Regions from separate parts of the Nomascus leucogenys genome. Here region 1 is linked to region 2. Evidence: chromatin contacts called from public Hi-C data. All regions are on one chromosome and are shown on one strand. Each heading gives the region's core, a stretch centred on a gene start, on an enhancer-like site or on the middle of the called end of the contact. The rest is flanking DNA. Distances are from core to core; before and after follow the strand shown. Region 1 overlaps EEF2K (eukaryotic elongation factor 2 kinase). Region 2 holds the start of POLR3E (DNA-directed RNA polymerase III subunit RPC5).

Region 1 (6,677 bases), core at 2,190-4,689, 77 kb before region 2:
GATCTTGTGACACACTCCTAAACACATGACTTGAGGGTGGGGCAGAGGCAGATCTTCACACAGAAGCTGGTGTGTGATTCCAGGTGGCTGATCAGTCACCTGTGTCCACTGTGGTTGTAGTCAAGGGCGTGTGGGTTGTGCTGTGCTGGGCGTATACTAGTGTGTGCACTGGCCAGCTCAGGATGCCACGTATTGGCTTTGGGATGCTGGTTCCCAGGAGTGGCAGTGGGAAGATTCCACCAGCTTTCTACAGTAGGAAGGCAGGTCCTGGGGTGAGGGTGAGCCCTGAGGGGGACCAGTGGCCACTGTGGCTTGACCCGCAGGCCTTGACCTGAGCATTGCAGGCATAGTTTCCTGCCCCTGTAACTGCCAGATCGAGACTCAGTGAGACAGTGGTTTCTGTGGCCAGAGCCTGAAATAGTCTATTCCCTGAGGACCCCTGAAGAAGCCTGGCTTTGCTACGAGCCAGACACCCAGGTCACAAGTCTGGCTGGGACCCAAGGCTCAGTCCCCTTTATTTATGATAATAAAAATGATGATAATAATAGCTGTTGAGTTCACGGGGTGAGTACAATTATGCATCCCCACTGAGGCTTAAGAGGTGAAGTCACATAGCCAGTTAGTGGCAGAGATGGGGCTTGAACCTGGGTCTTCCTGACTCAGTCAGCTACCTTTCCATAGAAATAGGGACTGGAGGCCGGGCGCAGTGGCTCATGCCTTTAATCCCCAGCACTTTGGAAGGCCAAGGAGGGTGGATCACTTGAGGGCAGGAGTTCAAACAAAAAAATTTAAAAAAAAAAAGAAAAAGAAAAGAAAAGAAATAGGGACTGGGAGGAGAAGATATGGGTGCCTGAGTGAGGTAGAGAAAGCTTTCAAGAAAATCCTGATGTCTTTCAGCTGGAGTCCTATTCTTATCACAGGAGCAGATCCTTTCTTTGGGCCAAGGGAACCCCAGGATAGATAGAGATCCCTAGGAGGCTGGGCACCTTGCCTGGTGTTAGAACAGGCCTCTTGGAACTGACTTAGGGACTAAGGAAGGTTCCTTGCTTGTTTGGGGAAATCCAACATCCTCCAGGTACCCAGTCTTCATGTGCAAATGTAAGAGTATCTGCCAAGTTAGGACTCTGGATTGAGGCCACAGTTTTCCCAGGTTGACCGTGCCCAGGCACCCATTTGTCATAAAGGATGTGACCTTTAGGCCAGGTGCAGTGGCTCATGCCTGTCATCCCAACACTTTAGGAGGCCAAAGTAGGAGGATTGCTTGAGGCCAGGAGTTCGAGACTAGCCTGAGCAACATGGTGAAACTGTGTCTCTACAAAGATAAAAAATTAGATGGGCATAGTGACACACACCTGTAGTCCCAGCTACTCAGGAGGCTGAGGTAGGAGAATCACTTGAGCCCAGAGATCCAGGCTGCAATGAGCTCTGATCGCACAATTTTACTCCAGCCTGGGAAGCAGAACAAGACCCTTTCTCAAAAAATAAAACTTTACAAAATAGAGGATGTGACTTTTTATGATATGGGATGGAAGGAGCTACTGTTACCAAATAAAATTAGCAAGTGGAAAGGAAAAAAGAAAATTACAGTAGATTATACAAGTTTAGGTATCAGAGTATGAAGATTGTGAATCCAGGATTGTTATGCTATCCCATGGTATAAGAGACCCAGGTTCTCTTTGTCTCATAGCTCTTCCAGCCTCAGCACAGGGCCATCCACCTCATGGTCTAAGGTAGCTGCTTGAGCTCCGGCAATCACATATGCATTTCAGCCAGCAGGTTGGAATGAGAGCCAAGGGGCACGCTCCCTTTAAGAACCCTTCCCTGTGGTTGCACACAGTCCTTCTTATATCCCATTGGCTAAAACTTGTTCACATGGTTACATCTATCTGCAAAGGAGTCTGGGAAATGTATCCTGAGTGGCCACGTGACATGCTTAGCCAAAACCCGGTGGTTCTCTTATTAAGGAAGAAAGAGTGAACAGCTATTGGGGGATAGTTTGCCACAGCTGCCTTAAGAGCAAATTTATGACAACTCAAAAGCCATAGAACAGATACCACTCACTTAGCTCTGGAATGCATATCAAGTGCCTGCTGTGTACAAGGCGCTGTGCCAGGCAGGGTCACAGTTGCTTGTCTTCGTTTTCCAGGGCCAAGGAGAACATCAGGTCTGTGGTGGGACATGGCCGAGAGCCGAGCTCCCCATACTGTAAGATGAGGGAGTCGGCTAGGTGAATTAGTTGGGTAAGGAGCCAGATTTACTCGCTAGCAGCCCAGATCCTGAATCTGAGTGTGCTTTTTTTTGTTTTGTTTTTTGCTTATTTGAGGTGAGGTCTTGCTCTATTGCCCAGGCAATGGCACAATCTCAGTTCACTGCAGCCTCTGCCTCCCCAGGTTCAAGTGATCCTCCCACCTCAGCCTCCTGAGTAGCTGGGACTACAGGCACACGCCGCCATGCCTGGCTAATTTTTGTATTTTTTTGCAGAGACAGGATTTCACCACGTTTCCCAGGCTGGCCTCGAACTCCTGAGCTCAAGCAATCCGCCCACCTTGGCCTCCCAAAGTGCTGGGATTACAGGCATGAGCCGTTCATGCCTGGCCCTGGATCTGAGCTTTTAACCACCGAACTACCCTGTCTAGAGGTCTGCAGGTTGGGGCTATGGTTCTGGCCCTTCTCCTGGCACTGTCCTGGCCCCCAGTGGCCTCTGACTAGGCTGGGCCTGCTGGCAGCTCCTGGCACCACACCGTGTTGGTCAGCAGGGATTCTGGCCAAGGGCTGACCAGGGCAGAGTAGGCGCTGGGGCTGGGAGCGGCTGACAGTGTGGAGAAGCCAGTCCAGGGCTCAGGGAAGATTCTGGTGACAAGCAGGATCAGGTGGCTCTGGCATTGGATCCAGGCCTGTAACTGTATCTTGCCCAGAGGATAAGAAACAAACTTAGCAGTTCACGTCAATTTTCAAACTGTGAGTATAGAAATCAATGTGTGGGTGGTGTGTTAAAGAAAAAGATTAAACAGAAAGAAAAACAAAAGACTTAAGTAGAATAGAAAATAGCAAGAGTGGGCCAAGCACAGTAGCTCACGTCGGTAATCCCAGTGCTTTGGGAGGCCACGGTGGGAGGATCACTTGAGGCTGGAAGTTCAAGACCAGCCTGGATAACATAGTGAGACTCTATCTGTACAAAAATAAAAAACTTTAGCTGGGCATGGTGGCATGGACTGCTCTGGAGGCTGAGGCGGGAGGATCGCCTGAACCCAGCTGTTGGAGGCTACAGTGAGCTGTGATCACACCACTGCACTCCAGCTGGGGCAACCTGTCTCTAAAAATAACATTTAAAAAAAAAATAGCAAGAGTGCATTATACAAAGTAAGGCTAAGCACAATTTCTTGAAATTTTACTTTCTGTTTTATAAGCGTGTACTGGGTTAGGATATAAATATATTTCCTGCTTCAGTAGCCAGAGTACCAAAGCCTTGGCTCTAGAAGACTGTGCACCTGTGGACAGCACTGTCAAAAAAATTGGAATTATTGGTTTGATGTAAAAAATTTTTTAAACTAATTTACTTACTATTTTGTGTCTAAAGCAATCCAGCTTTGTAAAAAAGTTAAAGCAGTATAGAAACGTACAAAGTTTTAAAAAGCTAGCTAGGCTCAGTGGCTCATGCCTGTAATCCTAGCACTTTGGGAGGCCAAGGTGGGCAGATCACTTGAGGTCAGGAGTTCAAGACCACCTTGGCCAACATGGTGAAACCCTGCCTCTACTAAAAATACAAAAATTAGCCGGGTTTGGCGGTGGGGTCCTGTAATCCCAGCTACGCGGGAGGCTGAGGCAGGAGAATCGCTTGAACCTGGGAGGCAGAAGTTGCAGTGAGTGCCAAGATCGTGCCACCTCACTCCAGCCTGGGCAACAGAACAAGAGTCCATCTCAAAAAAATTAAAAGATTAAAAATAAAAAGTTTCCTCCAGCTCTACAACTGCTTATTTCAGGTGCTGTACAGTTCCTGTGGATTTTTCAGGGAAGTTTTCATGCATGTACACATGTCCTTTTTCTTTTCCTTTCTTTTTTTGGGGACAGGGTCTTGCTGTGTTGCCCAGGCTGGAGTGTTGTGGTGCAATTTCAGCTCACTGCAACCTCTGGGCTCACTTGAACCTCCTGGGCTCAAGTGATCCTCCCACCTCAACCTCCTGAGTAGCTGGGACTACAGGCACACACCACCACATCCAGCTAATTTTTTGTATTTTTTTTGTAAAGTCAGGGTCTCATTATGTTGCCCAGGCTGGTCTTAAACTTCTGGGCTCAAGCGATCTTCCCTCCTTGGCCTCCCAAAGTGCTGGGATTACAGACATGAACCACCACATCAGACTTTCTTTTCTTTAAAACTTTGGCTTTCTTGAGATATAATTCACATACCTTACAATCTGCTCATTTTAAATGTACAATTCTGGCTGGGCGCAGTGGCTCATGCCTGTAATCCCAGCACTTTGGGAGGCTGAGGTGGGCAGATCACAAGTTCAGGAGTTCGAGAACAGCCTGGCCAACATGGCGAGTGAAACCTCCTCCCTAAAAAAAAAAAAAAAAAAAAAAAAAAAAATACAAAAATTAGCTGGGCACAGTGGTGTGTGTCTGTAGTCCCAGCTATTCGGGAGGCTGAGGCAGGAGAATCACTTGAACCTGGGAGGCAGAGGTTACAGTGAGCCGAGATCGTGCCACTGCACTCCAGCCTGGGCGACAGGGTGAGACTCCATCTCAGATAGATAGATAGTACAATTCAATGGTATTTTCACAGTCGTATAGCCACAATTTTAGAACCTTTTCATCAACTCAAAAGAAACCCCATACCCATTAGCAATCATTCCCCATTTACCCCAACCATTCCCACCATCATACCGTACCTCCCTCCTCAGGCAACCATTAATCTACTTTCTATTGCTGTAGCTTTGCCTTCTCTGGAAGTTTCATATACAGAGAATTAGTCAATGTATATAGTCTTTTGTGACTGCCTTTCACCTCCCCTAGTGGTCATAAGTTTCATCCATATTGGAGTGTATGTCAGCACCTAGGAGTGGAATTGCTGGATCATACGGTAACTCAGTGTTTAACTTCTTGAGATTTTTTTTTCTGTTTTTTTTTTGTTTTTGTTTTTTTGGTTTTGTTTTGTTTTGTTTTTTTAGACAAGGTCTCACTCTGTCACCCAGGCTGGAGTGCAAGGGCACAATCTCAGCTCACTGCAACCTCTGCCTTCCAGGCTCAGGCAGTTCTCTCACTCAGCCTCCCAAGTAGTTGGGATTGTAGCCACCACGCCTGGCTACCTTTTATATTTTTAGTAGAGACAGGGTTTCGCCATGTTGGCCAGGCTGGTGCCAGAGTGTTTTCTAAGGCAGTTGGCACCATTTTACATTCCACCAGCAGTGCATAAGGGTTTCAATTTTTCCACATCCTTGCCAGCCCTTGTTATTTTCCGTTTTTTAACTTATGTCTGTCTTAGTGGGTGTGACATTCATTTGTATTTCCCTAATGGCCATTGATATTGAGTATCTTTCCATGTGCTTATTGGCCACGTGTATATCTTTTTTAGAGAAATGTCTTTTCAAACCCTTTGCCTATTTTTATTTGATTTGTCTGTTTGTTGTTGAATTGTAAGCATTCTTAATATAGTCCTTTATCAGATATATAATTAGCAAAATTTGTGGGTTGTCTCTTTACTCTTTGTTTTTTAGAAGGAGTCTCCCTGTGTCACCCAGGCTGGAGTGCAGTGGCACAATCTCAGCTCACTGCAACCTCCACCTCCTGGGCTCATGCAATTCTCGTGCCTCAGCCTCCTGGGTAGCTGGGATTACAGGCGGGTGCCACCACACCTAGCTAATTTTTTGTATTTTTGGTAGTCAGGGTTTTGCCACGTTGGCCAGGCTGGTCTTGAACTCCTGAATTCACGTGATCCACCTGCTTCAGCCTTCCAAAGTGCTGGGATTACAGGTGTGAACTACCAAGTCCAGCCCAGGTAATCTCCAATTTATCTATTATTTTGTTGCTGTTGCTTTTGGCATCTTATCTAAGAAGGCTTTGCCTAACTCAAGGTCATGAAGAATTTATTCTATATTTTCTTCTAATATAATTTTAGCTCCTAATTTAGGCTTTTGATCCATTTTGAGTTAATTTTTGGGTATGGCGTAAGGAAGGGGATCAACTTCAGTTTTTTGCATGTGGATATTCATTTATCCCAACACCATTTGTTGAAAAGATTCTTCCTTCCCTGTTGAATCATCTTGGCTTGTTGAAAATCAAGTGACTGTAAAACTGAGGGTGAATTATCTTGGCACCCTTGTTGAAAATCATGTGGCTGTAAATGTGACAGTTCTATCCTACAATCTTCCTGAACTCTTTCTTGATTATTTTTGTGTGTCTGTGGGTATGGACCGTCCCCTTTCTAACAGTCATGGAGTATTTCATGGTGTAGAGAGAAATACTGTAATCTGTATAATGAGCTTCTATTGGACATTTGGGGTTGTTGGGTTTTGTTGCTGTTACTGATTGTGCTACAGAAAATGCTTTTAGGCCAGGCGTGGTGGCTCACATCTGTAATCCCAGCACTTTGGGAGTCTGAGGCAGGCGGATCACCTGAGGTCAGGAGTCCGAGACTAGCCTGGCCAACATGGTGAAACCCCGTCTCTACTAAAAATACAAAA
Region 2 (6,497 bases), core at 2,206-4,705:
AGTCCCAGCTACTTGGGAGGCTGAGATGGGAGGATCACTTGAGCCCAGGATGTCAAGGCTGCAGTGAGCTGTGATCATACCACTGTGCTCCAGCCTGCGCAACAGAGCAAGACTCTGTCTCTAAAAAAAGAAAAGGTGGTGAATGGAGGGGGGGAAAAGCCAGGCTAAGGAGGAATTGAAGACGACAGATATAAAATGACCAAATGTTAGGGGTGTGTACCAACTGGATATTAGCCAGAAACTTGAATCATGGCCCTGAAAAGTCTAATACTAGTCAATGCAAAACGAGAATTCTACTTATAAAGGTGTGATTTATATAGTTTTTGATGTGTCTAAAGCATCACCAGCGTTAGCAGAGTTCCTGCCTAATTCCCCCATTCAGTCACCTTAAGCATTGACTCCACTCCCTGTGTTGAACAGAACTAATGGAGAAAGTAATCCATGTAAATGACAGAGGGAAAGAGAAACGATAGAGAATGATAGAGGACAAAACCTCAGATATGAGGGAGATTTGAGATTTCTCACACCAATAAATGTGAAAAATCAATTAATGGGGCTTTGTTTTCCCAGAAAACGACAACTTGCCAAAGTTGACTCAGGAAGAAATAGAAAACATGAGAAGAAATAGAAAAAAAAAAAGTCATATAATTTGGCAAAATGGAAAAATATATGCATATCTATATCTATATAGAGAGGATCTCACTCTCTCACCCAGGCTGGAGTGCAGTGCCTGAATCTTGGCTCACTGCAGACTTGACCTCCCTGGCTCAAAGGATCTTCTCACCTCGGCCTCCCAAGTAGCTGAGACTACAGGCACATGCCACCATGCCCGGCTAATTTCTTTTCTTTTGTTTTTTGGTAGAGACAAGGTTTCTCAATGTTGCTTAGGCTGGTCTTGACCTCCTGGCATCAAGCGATCCTGCCACCTCAGTCTCCCAAAGTGCTAGGATTATAGGAGTGAGCCACCGAGACCAGCCTATTATTAATATTATTATTATATAATACTAGGGAAAGTATATAGTCTAGCAATTTCATTTCTAGTGTATACCCTAGAGAAATGTCCACATATAAGACAAGGAGCCATGTGCAAGGATACTTCCTGCCATATTGTGTGTAATGACTTAAAAGTTGTTCATGGCATGGAATGAATGAATGAGGTCTATAGGCATCATAACAGACCTCAAAAACACAATGTTGGGCCTGGCACAGTGGCTCATGCCTGTAATCTTGGCTACTTGGGAAGCTGAGGTGGGAGGATGGCTTGAGCCCAGGAGGTCTAGGCTACAGTAAGCTATGATTGCACCACTGTACTCTAGTCTGGGTGACAGAGCAACACTCTCTTAATAATAATAATACTGTTGAAATGAGAAAAGCAAGTTTTAGGATATCAGTACAATGTGCTAACATTTATATAAATGAAAAACATACAGATAACCATTTTATATGTTATTCATAAATTTTATATGTAAAAATGTAAGAAATTATCGGAAAGATACACATCAAATTCATGACAGTTATAGACAGGGGAGAATGTTTGGGAGGGGGCCTTATTTTTATTTGTAATGGTCTAATAATTTCTATTTGTAATAGTGTGATCGATTTATTTATTTTATTTATTTATTTATTTATTTATTTAGAGACGGAGTTTCGCACTGTCGCCCAGGCTAGAGTGCAGTGGTGGGATCTCGGCTTGCTGCAACCTCCGCCTCCCGGGTTCAAGCGATTCTCCTGCTTTAGCCTCCCGAGTAGCTGGGATTACAGGCATGCGCCACCACGCTAGGCTAATTTTTGTATTTTTAGTAGAGACGCTTGAACCCAGGAGGTGGAGGTTGCAGTGAGCGGGGATCGCACCACTGCCCTCCAGCCTGGACAACAAGAGCGAGACTCCATATCAAAAAAAAAAAAAAAGAAAAGAAAAGAAAAGGAAAAAAATGCCACAATACTAAGTCATTAATTTAATGCCAGGTGGTGGCACTATGGATGATGATTTTTTTCTTTGTAATTTTTGTGCATTTTTGTTTTTAATATCTTTGCATATCCACATGGATAGGTATTTTAAAATACAGTCTGGTGAAAAATAACAGCCAATTGCAGATCTATATCAATAATGTGACAATATTCATGTTAAAATCCATACACAATAAAAACAAAGCTATCTTCTATGGATATATCTATATATATCCATATAGATATAAACATATAAATTCACAGCAAAAGATCTAGAAAGATATATAGTGTTTTAGTCCATTTTCTGTTGCTTATAACAGAATACCTGAAACTGGGTAATTTGTAAAGAAAAGGAAGTTATTTATTAGAGTTATGGAGGCTGAGAAGTCCAAGGTCAAGAGTGTGCATCTGGTGAGGGCCTTCTTGCTGGTGGGGGACCCCTGCAGAGTCCCCAGGCAGTACAAGCCATCATATGGAGGGGGTGCTGAGCTGTTCCCTTGCTAGTTAAGGTCTCTCTCCCTCTTCTTATAAAGCCATCCGTCCCCCTCCCAAGATAACGCATTAATCCATTAACCCATTAATCTATGAATCCATGAATAGATTAATCCATTCATGAGGGCTCCACCCTCATGATCTAATCACCTCTTAAAGGGCCCACCACACAATACTGCCACATTGGGGATGACATTTCCAACACATGAAATTTGGGGGACACATTCAAACCATAGCACACATTAAACTGATAATAATGGTTAGTTACCTCTGCGGAGGGGCCTAGGATGCGAGTCAAGGGTCAAAGAGCATTTGTACCTTATCTGCAAAGTTTAAATATTTTGCAATAATTCGCATATTTGTGTAAGTAAAAAATTAAACATAATTTTTCAGAGACAACTGCCCAGACCAGCTCCCGGGTTTGGCCGTCAGATCCCCTGGTGCGTGTTTCTGATCAGATCAATTTCTTCTCCCGGAGACACCCAATCCGGGTCGTATGGATTACTTGTGGGTTAACCAGGGGTCTCCGGGTTAACCATCCAAATCAGAGTACAGTTTCTAAAAATGCTTTTTGCTCTAATACCTATTCGGAAAAAACCTGGGTCTAAAGACTGGAGCAAGTGTTTATTTTCCAAAACACGACTTTTTAAAATAATTCTATAGGGATCAGCTTGAACACACATTAAGCCAAAAAAAAAAAAAACCTCAGCGAAAACGCCTCGCAATTTCCAGAGTAAATGCAAATGCATAAGCATTAAGTAGTTTTCTGGCATAAACAAGCAACAGCCAGGTAGCGTGGCCGAGCGGTCTAAGGCGCTGGATTAAGGCTCCAGTCTCTTCGGGGGCGTGGGTTCGAATCCCACCGCTGCCAGAGTTGCTGTCATTTTGTCCCCGCTGCATACACTCCCGGCTCAGTTTTGCGCGTGCCATCAGCGCCCCCTGCTGCAGGGCAGGGCTCACGGCCTGCATGAATGGCGCGGCGGAGGGGGCGGAGCCGCGTGCGCCGGGGCGGGGCATTGTGGGTAAGAGGAAGCGCTGGGGCCGGCTGGCTCCCCCCACGTGTCCGCCGGAGTTTCTCCACCAGCAACATGGCCGCCGCCTGAGAGGAGAGCCGGGCCGCCGCCGCCTCTGCAGCCCGCGGGTAACTGGGCCGTTGCCGCCGTCCGCGCTCGGCCCCCGCGGAGAGGTGAGTCCTGTCTTCGCAATGCCCGAGCTGGGGCTTGAGCCGGACCGCACTCACGACGTGGTCCTGGGCTAGATTCCCGAGTAGGCCAAGGAGGCCCGCGCCGCGCTGTGCCGAGGGGCTGGAGGCCTCTCGGGATTCGGGCGGGGAGGAGGGGCAGCCGGCTCCAGGCCGACCCCGGACTCCGACTTCCCCGACCCGACGCCTGGGAGTTGGGGAGGCCGCGGCCGACGCTGGCGGCGGTGACTCAGGGTCCAGCCGACCTGCCCCACCTGGGCCTGGGAGGCCTCCTACGGAAGAAACACCTGTCCGCGGCGTCGGGTGTGGTGGCGGCTCGCGGCAGGGACTGCGTGGTGGGCGTGAGAAGGGGGTCTGACCACCCGCGAGGGAGCAGAAACCCATTGGACAGCGAGGCTCGGGATCGGCGGCCCGCTCGGATGGGCAGGGAGGGCACCTGCGCCTGCCGGATCCCCCCTCTTCGCAGCTGAACCGGATTAGCCTCTGCCCGGCGAGGCCCGGGATTCCTCATTCATTTATTCAGGCAACCATTCAGTGTTTACTGAGCCAACTCTGTGCTCCGGATACGGCCCTGACCATTCGGTCCGAGGAGGTGTCAGTAAACAAACAAGGTTGTTCCTCTGGGTTAGCTTTAGAATTCCTTGGGCTTGAGGCGGAAAGAAGAGATCTTAGCGATCTCCACAGTTTCCTCATCTGTGAAATGGGGATAATAGAAATTCCTACCTCGTAGGATTGTGGTGACGGCTTAGTAGAAACCGGGTGACGCTCCTGCTTGCAGCGCTTGACTTGTGGCTTAGCGTCATTACTCGCTTACGTTGGCAGAAAACATGTTGTTAAGTAATAACAAACCTACCCAGAGGTTACGTTTATTAGCGTCCTGTCCTTACTCCTCCCCCTCCCCGCAGCGGTCTGGAGGTCGGTACTTAGTTTCTCTACTTTAGGGATGAAAATAGGGGGGAATACCAAACCTAGACAACTCAGGTGGGTCACAGATGCGAAGCAGCTGCGGTGGGATTTGAACCTGCACAGTTTTGCTCCCCAGTCCAAGCTCTTACCCACTTAACCATACTGCCGTTTATGAGAAAGTGCTGCGGTATAGTGGTTAAGAATAAGAATAAGGATCTTTGACATCAGCGAGACCCAAGTTTCTGTCCTCATTCCACCTTGGATGAGTTACTTATCTCTGAACCTCACTCTCCTCATTTCCAAATTGAAGATGATAAATCTCTATTGATAGGGCTAATGAGAAGATTAAATGTAAAATATTCTTTGTACTATATTGAGTGTCAACTTCGTGCCAGGCACTATTCTAGGTATTGAGAGAACCAGCAGTGGATTTTTTTTTAAAGTAATGCTCCCCATAACAGCTTTGATGAAGTAAAATATGATTATCTGCATTTCATAGTTGAGGAAACTGAAGCACTGAGAAGCCTTCATGGAGCTTACATTCTACTGCAGAAGACAAACAACACCTGAGCAAATAGACCAGGTAGTTCCAGATTAAGATGAGACCCACCAAGGAAAGAAAATAGAGATGTGGTAGGGCCTGGGAGGAGGTTGGGGGAGGCTTTTAAAATAGGGTGGTCAGGGAACCTATCCTCTCCTGCAGGCAGTGATGATATTTAATAAAAAGGAGCAACCTTGGTAATCCCTGTGGGGGAATAGATGATGTGCAAAGGACCTGGGGTGGACTGGGGCTTGGCTTGTTGGAGGCCCAGCAAGTGGCTACCAGCCTGGATGGTGAGGGGAAGACAGAGATAAGATCATGTAGGGCCTTAGGCGGCTCATGGAAAGGAGTTTGGGTTTTATTTTATGTGACAGTGACAGTTGACAGGATTTAGACAGGGAAATAATATTATTTACTTTTTTTTTTTTTTTTTGAGATGGAGTCTTGTTCTGTCACCCAGGCTGGAGTGCAGTGGCAAGATCTCAGCTCACTGCAACCTCCGCCTTCTGGGTTCAAGCGATTCTTCTGCCTCAGCCTCCCGAGTAGCTGGGATTACAGGCTTGCATCATCAAGCCTGGCTAATTTTTGTATTTTAAGTAGAGACGGGGTTTCACCTTATTGGCCAGGCTTTTCTGGAACTCCTGACCTCAGGTGATCCACTGGCCTCGGCCTCCCAAAGTGCTGGGATTACAGGTGTGAGCCACCGTGCCTGGCTTTTTTTTTCTCCCCAGTAGAGATAGAGTCTCACACTGTGACCCAGGATGGAGTGCAGTGGTGTGATCATAGCTCACTGCAGCCTCAAACTCCTGAGTTCAACCAATCCTGCTGCCTCAGCTTCCCAAGTAGTTGGGACTGCAGGCCATGCCGGGCTAAAATTTTTTTTTTTTTTTTTTAAAGACAGACCGGGGGTCTCACTATGTTGCTCAGGCTGGTCTTGAACTCCTGGTCTCAAGCAGTCCTTCCACCTAAGCCTCCCAAAGTGTTGGGATTACTAGCATGAGCCACCACGCCAGCCTGATTTACTTCTTTACAAAGACGCGCTGTTGCTGGGAGACTTGGAGGTAGGTATAAGGAACCGTAGGGAAACTTGGATGAGTGCTTTTCACATTACAGGTTGAGTGGGAAGTAAAATCAATTCAGGGGAATTGAAGCTAGCATTTTTTGTTTTGAATGAAGTAGAAAACATCACTGCCTGACATACAGTAGGGACAGTTACGGTTATGTGAAATCTTGTTTCAGTTACACAGCTGTATGTATGTTCTGGGTTATTTATATGAGATGGATTTCTTACTGTGGTGGATCTTAGGCTGAAAACTTTGAAAGCCACTGAGTTGGATCACCTCGGCCTGGAGGATGAAGGGAGGTGACACTCTTTGTATCAACCCAGATGTACTATCCAGAGGGAGGAGC

The links. Hi-C and Micro-C count contacts between places; a contact is called where the count stands out from the background.
Region 1: a contact with region 2 is called in a Hi-C map of a lymphoblastoid cell line, with 3 times the contacts expected there. The contact joins the enhancer-like site here to the promoter of POLR3E in region 2. A contact is called at or near these places in 2 of 4 Hi-C or Micro-C datasets (a lymphoblastoid cell line and an unstated tissue).

What each region holds. Positions count from the first base shown.
Region 1 is chr2:83,088,318-83,094,994 of Asia_NLE_v1, reverse strand. All of the region lies in intron 1 of EEF2K (eukaryotic elongation factor 2 kinase), which reads left to right. Among named protein-coding and RNA genes, the nearest start is that of EEF2K, 15 kb to the left of the region's middle. Within about 2 kb of position 3,439, the one cell type or tissue checked has an H3K27ac peak away from gene starts, as active enhancers do. A contact at or near this core is called in a lymphoblastoid cell line, where this site is marked.
Region 2 is chr2:83,011,598-83,018,094 of Asia_NLE_v1, reverse strand. POLR3E (DNA-directed RNA polymerase III subunit RPC5) reads left to right here and starts at 3,455. Exons shown (of 22, transcript XR_004026992.1): 1 at 3,455-3,625. It overlaps TRNAL-AAG (a tRNA gene), which reads left to right and starts at 3,229; the gene lies at 3,229-3,310.